Linked DNA regions of Mustela erminea: region 1 is linked to region 2. A link is a contact called in public Hi-C data. All regions are on one chromosome and are shown on one strand. Each heading gives the region's core, a stretch centred on a gene start, on an enhancer-like site or on the middle of the called end of the contact. The rest is flanking DNA. Distances are from core to core; before and after follow the strand shown. Region 1 holds the start of RAB5IF. Region 2 holds the start of DSN1 (kinetochore-associated protein DSN1 homolog).

What was found. A called contact is a pair of places that touch in the nucleus more often than the background predicts.
Region 1: a Hi-C map of spleen shows a contact between it and region 2, with 4 times the contacts expected there. The contact joins the promoter of RAB5IF here to the promoter of DSN1 in region 2. A contact is called at or near these places in 2 of 3 Hi-C or Micro-C datasets (fibroblasts and spleen).

Annotation. Positions count from the first base shown.
Region 1 is chr7:22,098,197-22,103,659 of mMusErm1.Pri, reverse strand. It overlaps RAB5IF, which reads left to right and starts at 1,497. Exons shown (of 4, transcript XM_032350778.1): 1 at 1,497-1,859; 2 at 3,440-3,543. The coding sequence starts at 1,746. It overlaps LOC116595004 (a long non-coding RNA gene), which reads right to left and starts at 1,417. Exons shown (of 4, transcript XR_004287508.1): 1 at 728-1,417.
Region 2 is chr7:21,963,082-21,968,422 of mMusErm1.Pri, reverse strand. It overlaps DSN1 (kinetochore-associated protein DSN1 homolog), which reads right to left and starts at 3,872. Exons shown (of 11, transcript XM_032350750.1): 1 at 3,491-3,872; 2 at 2,051-2,099; 3 at 1,494-1,820. The coding sequence starts at 2,084.

The DNA.
Region 1 (5,463 bases), core at 248-2,747, 140 kb before region 2:
AGCTGGTTAGGCTTTACCACAGTTTTGTATATGGGAGAGAACAAGGTTCAGAAAAAAGGCAGGGCTGCCAAGAACAAGATCCATGTGAAGGCTGAGGGACTACAAGGTATGGATTCATGTCAGGTGTATGTCCCTCCAATCAGGTCCAGACAGAGTAATGTCTGTTGCTGTGTATATCACCTTTAAGGTCCTGCTTCACTCAATCTATTGCAAGAGGATGTTGGAATTGAGTTGCGGTTGGAAACACCAACCGTGGAAGAAGCTCCCTAGGAGATTCTGTTGCTCAGCTAGGGGGAGAACTACAGGTCAATGTTGACAGGTATACAAAGGATATTCTGACCTCACTAATACCCTTTAAGACTAAAAGCTTAGGGTCATCTGAGTGGCTCAGTTGGTTGGGTGACTGCTTTTGGCTCAAGTCATGATCCTGGGGTCCTGGAATCAAGCCCCACGTCAGGCTCCCTGTTCAGCAGTAGAGTCTGCTTCTCCCACTCCCCCTGCTCATGCTCTCTCTTTCGCTCACTCTCTCTTTCAAATAAATAGATAAAATATTTTTTAAAAAGATGACGACTTAAAGTTTAAGGTTAGGAGTACAGATTTTGGAGTCAGACAGACCCAGATACTTGTTGAGTGATTCCAGACAAATTAGTTTGTCCACCACACAGAAGTACCTTGGTCTCAACTTAATTCACAGTACAATGCACAGGGCACCACCTGGAGGGCTTACCAAAATGCTGATTATGGGCCGCACTCCCAACAATTTCTGATTTGGTGGTTCTGGGATGGGATCTGAGAATCTTCACGTCTAGTCAAGTTCCTACGTGATGTGGCTGCCGGTGGTCCAGACACACACGTTGTGAACCACTGTCCTAGCACATGCTGAGGACACAGTAGCTGTATACTCAGATATTCTGAGAGCTAATGAAGTCCTTTCTCCATTCCCCCGACCCCGCCCCCTGCCTCCGGAGTTCTCAGCTGGTTCCAACTTGCCATGTAGCCTTAGAAAATCTTTTCCGCTTTTTGGGTCTCGGGTCTCACATTTGCCAAAAAAGGGTGCTGGGCCAAGATGAGACACGAAATTAATACAGGAAACAGTTTACATCTGGAAGAGGGTCCTACGAAATTAGGGGAGAAAACGAGCAAGGACTAAATCCTGAAGGAGATGCTTGGGACTTCCGGGGAGCCAGTGTTGGGTTCCAAAAGACGCGGAAAAACAGGGCAGCGTTCTGCCCCGCTGCTGCAGGGGACAAACCGTGGAGGGCTGGGCGACGCTCAAGTCTAACTTGGACTCTATCCAGATGCCGTTCTCCAGTCGCCACAGCTCCTCCCCGCGCTCGCGTCACCATCCCCTATTAGATTGTCCCTTCCCTCTCACCATACCGTGCGCCTGGCGGAAGCTTGGCGTCACTTCCGTCACGCGTAGAGCGCTTGCGCAGAGGTGACGGCTGTACTTTCCTTCGGACGGCTGCACGGCTGTCGATTGGCTGCGTGTGTTCGTCGGCGGGAGGACGTGCGGCGCTGCGTTGCCCCTCCCTCCGCAGCGCCAGGTCTCGGCGGAGCCAGGGAGCGGAGCCGGCGTATTGGCCGAGTGAAGGCAGCCGCAGCGCGCCACGGAGCCTGACTAGTGATTCTGTCGCTATCGCTGTCGCCGCCGCCTTGCGCGCCGTGATTCGCGACCCCAGAGTCCGACTCCTTTTGGCCTGACCCGCGCGCCCCTCGCCCGGCCCGGGCGGCGCGACGGGAGGATGAGCGGCGGGCGGCGAAAGGAGGAGCCGCCTCAGCCGCAGCTGGCCAACGGGGCCCTCAAAGTCTCTGTCTGGAGCAAGGTGCTGCGGAGCGACGCGGCCTGGGAGGACAAGGTGCGGTGGGACCTGGCGAGGGCGCAGGTTCGAGGAGCCGGTTGGGACTCGGGGACGAATGGACAGGCCCGAGCCTGCCCCTGCCGGGTCCAGGCGCGGCGGAGTGTTTGGCGTGTGTTGGGTCGGGGCGGGGAGTGGGCGGCGTGGTGGTGGCACTGAGGTGTCGGGGCGAACTTGGCGGGCCCGGGCCTGACAGCCGGGCTCGGGGCTCACCGCGGAGTGAAACCGACTGGGTCACGCGGGAAGCAGCGAGGAGGGGGCACAGCAGTTGCCACCCGCGGGCAGGGCGTGTGCCTGAACGGCGAGAGTGAGCTGAATTCGACCTCCGCCTTTTGCTCCCAGTAGGATCTTCAGTAAGTGACTTGTCTTCTCCGAATTAATTACTTAATACGGTCGTTAGTATGAACAGTAACGGTAACAGTTTTCTACCAAAGACTTTGTGCCAGGTGCTCTCTCCACGCATTGTTTCCCTCAGTTCTCAGAACAGCTCTGAAGTGGGGTACCGTGGTGCAGGAAAGCCTTTAGCACGTGATGAGGCTTACTGAAGGTGAGCTGCCATTGCTTTTAATTAGAGCAATTGCTCTAATTTCTAAATACCAAATGCCTTAATAACTGCGAGAAGGGAGATTGAAACCACCTCTTGGAGGTGTGTGAGAGAGGGAGGGAGAGGGGGAAACCACCAAATGTGTGTTGAGAGACTGTTGGGGCTTCAAGATTTTTACACTGGTCACACGCTTTCAGAAGATCTGAGTGTAGGCACTCCCCAGCTCTGCCCCATGATCTGGAAGGGACCAACACAGCTTGATTCCAGTTGGCCTGAAAAGAATGTTATATTTGCAGTTTTTCCCTTGTTTTTCTGGACTGTTGAAGTGGGTTCTCCTTCCTGGAGCTCTTGGGTTGGGGGGAATGGGAGGTACTTCCTGAAGGTCCCCTTGTCCTGCCCCCAGCCCTGCCCAGCTCTTGCAAAACCTTTATGATCTGCTGTGTCATTTTTTTCTTCCTTCTTGTACAAGGACTGGTTTCTGCAATCTGGGGCAGGTCGGAAACCTGAGTCTTCAGCGTCCTTGTATGAAAATCAGATACGCTGGCACCTGCCTTCAGCACTTTTTGTTTCTAATTCCTTTCTTCTTTGTTGCTTAAAATTCATTGTGCAGGAAGATGGTGCTGAGAAGGTTAAAAGTCAGCCCTTCTGCCTATGGATAGTATGCCTAGGTCTCTCTTCTGAGGGTCAGTGTTCTGTGGCCAGTAGCACAGTTACTGATGAAACAGCCGTTTCATCACAAGCCATTTCATTTTTGAAGCTTCTAAAAAAAGTAAATAATTTTCCTAGAATTTTTACTTAGCACACAGGCCGAAAAGTCATCACTTAAGAGAAATATATCCTTTTTTTTTTTCCCTTTTAAACCATGTTTTAGTATAAGAAGAAGTGGAGATCAGGAAACTACGTACCATTGCTCTTGGAGACATTTCTATGGAAAATGTGTTTATAGCAGCAAGCTTTTTTATTTCTCACCTATTACAGAGGCTTTCTTTCATGTGGCATCCACTGCAGATAATGCATGCATTCTTTCTTTCTACAGGATGAGTTTTTAGATGTGATCTACTGGTTCCGACAGATCATTGCTGTGGTCCTAGGTGTTATTTGGGGAGTGTTACCCTTGCGAGGTTTCTTGGGAATAGCTGGGTAAGTCTTGGGTATGTTCCATTTTCTTGTATCAGTTCTTTTCACATAGAGATTTTGTTTCCTTTTTATGGAAAGGGCCATTACTAAGTTGGAGGAATACACACACACATTTTAAGATGACTTGGGGAGGGGGGAGGAGATGACTTTGTATGGGTGAGAGAGCGAAGTGACGAAAGCAGAAAAGTAGCCCCACAGTGGCACTCCTGGGTTAGCATTTCTCAGTTCAGCAGGCCTGGGAGCATCTTAGTTTAGACATGTTATTTTTCCAGAGACTGGACTGGGCCAGTCCATTCATTTATGGATCCAAAGTGATCTCATGCAAGAGGCTACTGCACTGCCTGTTGGTAGCAGCCATCTAGTTTTCTGACATGACCTTTGTACCAATGGAAATTTGCAAAGTAGAAGAACTTCTATACTTGATGACCTTATATAGGCACTGTGCTGGATGTCTTGGAACTTGGCTTTGACAGAAGTTATTTCAGATCCCTACTTTTTAAAAGCAGTGAAAAAGTAGGAGGTTGCACCCTCACTTTTTACTGTGTTTCCATGGCCGGTGGCAGCACAGTTGACACCTACCCCTGGTCTTGGCTCAGCTTGTTAACAAGCGACTGAAAGTGATGAGTCCACATGCCCACCAGAGTGAATTAAAACAATGTGTAGGAGTAGTCTCAAGATAGGAATTGTGGGTAAGCTACAGTGGGAAATGGACAGGCAAGCTTGTGAACTTTTCTTTTTTTTCCACACCCGGAATATAAACTATGATCCTTAACCATGGAATATCACATTGGTTGTTTTAGGGGTGATCACATCTCTTATTCCCTCACCGTAGGGTGAAAAGGGCGAAACAGATTTCAAATCCCTGTGAGTTCCTTATTTTCTCGGAAGATAATCCAAAAGGCATGTGTCATCTCCTCTTCTAACTAAAAAGGTTTTTAATTTATGATACTGAGCAAAGCATTTGTCCAAGGAAGGAGTTTGAGTTTGTTATGCTTTGCCTGACTTTGGCGGAGTGGACACGTGATGAGTTCTGAGTGATGGTGAGGAGACCAAGGACCTGGGGTTCATAGGTCTTCCCCTGTTGGAGGAGGTATATAGATAACTCTTCAGAATGTTGGTCATCCCGTTTGAGCTTTCTTTGAAAGAAAAGGCCTACAAGCAAAGTCAGAGAAAGGGGGAAGGCAGTCTGAAGACAAGAGGGAATCCCTCTTCTTCCCAAGACCACTTTTCTAGGTCAGAGTAACACGGGTTCAGACCCCTTGCTCCCATCTCATCTTGCAGGATTCCTAAGAGATTTCTCTGAAGTCACCCAATCTAGGAATAATATAGCAAAGACCCGAGTTAGTTTATTATCCTTGCCACTGTGGCAGATGAGTTAAGCTATTTAGAGATCTCTTTTTACTTTTAACTGTAGAACGGATTCAAGTTCCAGCTCTGCCACTTTCAAGCTACATAATTTTGGGCTCACCTCTCTGAGCTTTCATTCTCTCATCACTGGAAAGGGGAGGACACTAAAAGTGTCCTCCTCCTAAGACTGATGTGTGAACTAAATGAGATAACCCAAGTAAATTCCTAAATGTAGTGCTTAGTACATCATATGCACTCCATAAATGGTTCACTGCAGTCATATGATTGGCTTTACAAAGAGAGCTAAAAATGGCTATTGAAAAAAAGAAAAACAGGAGGGCTGCCTGAGTGGCTCAGTCCTTAAGCGTCTGCCTTCGCCTCAGGTCATGATCCCAGGGTCCTAGGATCAAGCCCCACATCAGGCTCCCTGCTTCTCCCTCTCACACTCCTGCTTATGTTCCCTCTCTTGCTGTCTCTCCCTCTGTCAAATAAATAAATAAATAATTTTAATTAATTTTTATTTATTTATTTGACAGAGAGGGCACAAGGACAGGGAGCATCAGAAGGAGAGGGAGA
Region 2 (5,341 bases), core at 2,623-5,122:
AAAAAGTGTATTTTCCCACTAAGAGCCATGTTGCTTCTCTGTAATGACCTTATAATAACATTAATAGCAATTTGTTGAATACCTGCTATAAATAAAAAAGCATTTCATTAAATGTTATGCACACCTCATTAAAACCAAAGGCAAGTAGCTTATTAATTCCATTTTACAAAGTAGGACACTGAGGCACAAAGGCTGGATGATAGGTAATTTGTCCAAGGTCACATGGTAAGTCCCCCTGAATTGGTGGGGAATTTTACATAATTATGCCACTGAATCCTCAAATGACTATAAGATGTAGATACTGATTTTTTTTTTTCTTTTTCAATTATGTCCCTCTAAAAACATCAATTATTATATAGCAAAGAAAATTTGAGATACTGTATTTTTGTCCTCCAGCTTCAGCTGGCTGTGTTTCTAGTTCTTTTGCCTCCTAATTATTTCTCATTGCTGTTAGTACAGAAAAACAGGATACCTTCTGCCTATAACCAAAGAAATCTGGCAAATGGCCAAGCATAACGAGGAGATAACCAATTTTATTACATCAGTGATTTTCTGCTATTCAGAATTTTAGGTCCACAAGCCCTAGAATAGAGATAAAGATAGGGGTAATCTTAGGAAACTGCTGCTATTTTCTTGGCACACCTACAGAGTGAAGTGCATGAGCACAATTGTGGCAGCAATATGCTAAATGGCTATTTTTAGCCAGATTTCCTTCTAGACATCAGGCCATCTGGAAATGAGCTAATATCTTTAAAATAACCACAATACCTTAACATTGCTGTTATTTACTTACTATAAGCCAAGAACTGTGTTATCTATCAATTCATTTAATTCTCACACAAATCTGTAAAATAAGTATCATTTCATCCCATTTCCTGATAAGGACTGTAAGGCAAAGGAGCTTAAGTAATCTGCTCAAGGTTATACAACTAGTAAGCTCTTCCTGAAATGTGCTGGACTTTCCACATTCAATCTTGTACTTCAATGCTTACTGAGATGTAATTATTATTGTAAATTCACACAAATCACATTCAAATATGGCATGTTTAAAAACTTAGCTTTCACCAAGATATTTTTACATGCATCCTCCCTCTGAAATATTTTCAGTTATAAAGCCTATAATCAGGTAGCAACCCACCCACCTCTGTTTCACTTTAGCAAATAACAGAAACCCATAAGAAGAAATCTTTAATGCCTCTCCTCCTAGCAGAGGTGAGTGTTGAACAGTTATAAACTAGAATTTCTGATCATGGTGGAGGTTACAACAGGCAGCTGCTAACATGGATAGCAATCATATGGAACACTTACTAGGTGTTTGACATTAGTACTCAGGATCTCTCTTACAGATGAGGAAACTGAGGTTGAAAGGGGTGACGTGATTTGCTCAGTCACAAAACAAGTAGCAGAGCCAAGTCAATCCTCCATTCTTTCTGCCATACCTCACTGCCTCTTATCTGAGCTGGAACTCCTGTCTTACGTACACAGCATCCCACCTGTGATGCCCTGATGAAAGGCAGGCAGTGACTTCCGCCGGCTCATTTCCTTCATACTTGCTCGCCGCCAAGATTGACTTTTGTCTTGACGATCGGGAGATTGTTCTTGGGGCGACAAATGAAGGGACCTGGACTGAAGTCCTTCCTCCTGGCCAAGATCACAACTTCCCCTCATTTTAGGGCTACAGCCAAGGTGAATTCTTTCCTCTGAAACGCCTTGAGTCATCTCCAGGGAGACAGGTGATTTGCTACACACTTCCGTAGGGATGGGATCCGATTCCAGTGGACGATCATGAGTCTTAGATGTCACTGGTTCCTCTTCTAGAACTTGTTATGAGAAAGTCAGAATACAAAATCAAACCCACCACAACAATGCATCTGAGCAAAAAGGTGGAAAAAGAAAATGTATGCCCCAGATCATGGAAACAGTGAGAAAGCATCTCTGTAAACATGTGAATACGGAATTCCAAATCCACCAGGAGCCAAGAAAGCATTTGTGAATAGCTCAGAAAGCTGAACCCAAGGCCAGAGGGCCTCCATTTTACTACAGTACTTACCTTCTGTGGTCTCCGATCTAATTACTGTAGTCATCCTGGATGAAGAACCCTGAAAATAGGAAAACAAGGTTATCTGTTCCTCACATTTCAGCCTCAGTCTCGCTGGGGCTTTACTACCTCAAAAGAGACTTTGTGTTGTCCAGCCTTTCCAACCTGCTCATCTCTGCCCCATGAAATACTACCTACCTGACAAGGCCCAGCCTAGTCCCACTGCATCTACCTCCTCCAGAGACTATCAGACCATCATCACCTCTTGTACTGAATCTCTACAGAAGTCATCATCAGAAATACTCATGTCTTGCTTAACACACACCCTCCTTTATTTCCCAATTATTTAACTAGTCCTTCATATCTTAGATGGCATTATGATCTACACGGTCTTCCAAACTAGAAAAATCACATCATCCTTCTTATGTAGAATCTCTACATCCAAAGTACTGTCCATCCTACCTCCAACAGTCTCTCCACTTCCAGTTCTCAGTTTAGTTCAGATCTCAGAACTTCCACCATCTGCCTCCCCCTCCCCAGAATAATCTTACAGCCTTTCCACTAGTTTTCCAACATCCAGTACTGCTCCTCTCCAATCCTTTCTTTAGACAGCAGCAGAGATTCTTCCAGTATATTCGACCTTTCATTAACTAGTCCTAACCTACCCATCCCGGTTCTTTCCTATCACCCCCATTCCCTGCACCACTCTTGAATCTCTACACACACCCTGCCTGTAAGACTTATTCAGCCTTCCCAACCTAGCCTAAATGCGAAGCTTTCCACCCACGTCTCTAGACAAAGTTGGTTGTTCCACCTCTTAGTTTTCCTAGCACTGTAAAGTGTGTTTAGGTGTGTCTCCCCAGCCAGACTGTATTTGTATTCCTAGTGGCTGTCACAGACAACTGACTGGAAGAAAGCAAGGAAGGACATGACAGAGGCATCTCTGCATATTCAAGGCTTACCCCTCCCTCCCAGCAGAAATCCGTTTGAGGGGGAGGGACTCCAATTAAAGAGAAATGAATATATAGGGAGGGACAGAACGGGAAAAGTTACAGAACAAGGGTGGGGAGGTCAAGGATCTAGATCCCCACAATCAGGGCTGTATTACAGATTCAAGCTTGGATAATAACAAGAAAGGTCATTTGTTAAGCTGCTTGGTAAGCGCTTACTATATGCCACGATCTGTGTATATATGTACGCAGGCGTTTTATTTGCATCATTATCTCATTATCCCACAGAATCCTTTCCACAGCTCTGGAAATACTATCATTATTTCTCCGTACAGATCGGGGAACTGAGGTTCAGAGGAGCAAAAGCTCGGACCACTAGGGCCAATCCCGGGGTGCGGGGGCGCAGGTGGAATTCGAACCCAGGCCTGTGACCCAGCCTTCAAACACCGTTCTGCACAGGCCCCAAGAGAGAGGCGCAGCCCGCCTTTGGGATTCCTCTCACCTAGAGGAGGCCGCAACGCCCTGAATCCCTCGGCCCCCTCTGTCTGGGGGCGGCGACCGGTCTGGGCTGGGCGGAGAGGTCTGATGCCAAGGAGCCGGTACTGGGATAAGCCAAACAGCGTCCACGGAGAGGTCTGCGACTTCCGGATGACGCCGGGCCAGCCCGCAAACTCCGTCCCGGAGACACGAGCATGCAAATCACTCTTCGCGGTCAAGGGTCGAGCTTCGACGTCCTGTACCACCGCAGCCGCTCCTCTCCGGCCTGGAGCGCTGACAGCTATCTGCGACCCCAAGGCTCCCGCGGCTTCTGAAAGTCCCGCCAACCATGAGCGCCTGCGCAGTTGGCAGCCTGCCGGGTCCGTGCACGCATGCGCAGGATGCCGACCGCCTTCGATGCGCATGCGTAACTGGTGTTCAAAGCTCTTGCCTCCCTCCCGCCCCTGCCCCCTTGTCCGAGTTCTTACTGGTTAAGACTCGGCTAAGAAAACTATTTCCCCAGCTACGCCACGCCTCCGGAGTCCCCGCCTACGGACTCTTACCTCGTCTTGTCGTTTACGCTGCACGCGCTTAGAGCCCATTGAAGATGGGGCAGGGGGAGGTGTGGGCCCAGAGAGGTACTTGCCAAATGAATACAGTGGGTCACGGGGCATCTGATGGTCTCCTCCGTGGTTAGACCATGGTCTCCACCCTCGCTTTATATTGTTAACTGCAAAAACGTGGGCCGTGTCTCTCCCAGAGCACAGTGGAGCTCTGTACTCAGTTTGTTTTACTCTATCCCACTCCTGCTCTAGCACATTATTTCCTGTGACCCGTTTAATACTGGCAAAGCTCAAGAACTCTCCTGTGCAGCCTTATTGCAGGCCACCCCCTCCCCAAACTGCTTGCAGCTCCTCTGCCAATCCTTGTTGCTTCCTCCCTCTGCTCCTCTGCTCAAGCCGTCCCCTCTGCCTGGGAAGCCCAGTCCAGCTTTTTTCTGCAAATTCTCCCAATTTTAAGCCTCAGCTGAGGATTCATCTCTCTTAGATTTTTCTCTGAGGCTCCAGACTGAAAACTCTGTGTTCCCAGAAGCCCAGCTGTGTCTACTCCACTATCCCTTGCTGGCAAGGGATGCCCCAGAGAGCAGCACCTAGCATGATGCCATGGAAATGTCACCCTGCAAATGCAGTCCTTTCTTTCGGATCTGAAACCGAATGTTGAATTATTAGCAGTCCATAAAGTCTGAGAGACGAGTTGGGGAGCAGCAGCTGGAATGTTACTGGGGTCATCCTTCTGTAGCAGCTGCGGTCCTTGGAAAGGTTTTCTGATGGGAGGTAGAAATCTGCCTTCCTGAAATTTTCCACCCTGTGGTTGCAGCCTGCTGGCTCTAATAGCCATCTGAAAGCAGAGATTTTGCTCTTGGTTCCCAGAATATCACTTTCTGGGACTATTGGTACCCAGTTCCTCCTCTTCAGCTTATCATTTGTCAATGTCCCAAGAACAGAACACAATGTTCCCAGCCAGGGCTGGTTATCCTGAGGCACAGTGAAAATACTGGTTCATGGATTCCAGACCCAATAGATTCTCTGTCCTTCCTCTGCATTCATTTCTCCCAGGGGTTCCTACGGTCTACAGGATGTGGACGTTTCTTCCCTCATAACTCACTGCGTGATCTGACCCAGACTTTTTCATCACTCCTAACTCTGGTGACCATCTTTGGGTTCCCCATTCTGTTCTGCTCTCTTTCTACTAGGCTTCCGTATGTGCACTCTCTCACCCTGGAGCCACCTCCTGTCTGTCTCCTGCCTGTAATATATCACTATCCCCTTCATTTATTTAACATCTCAACTTCAGGTATCAGTTCAGATGTCCTTCT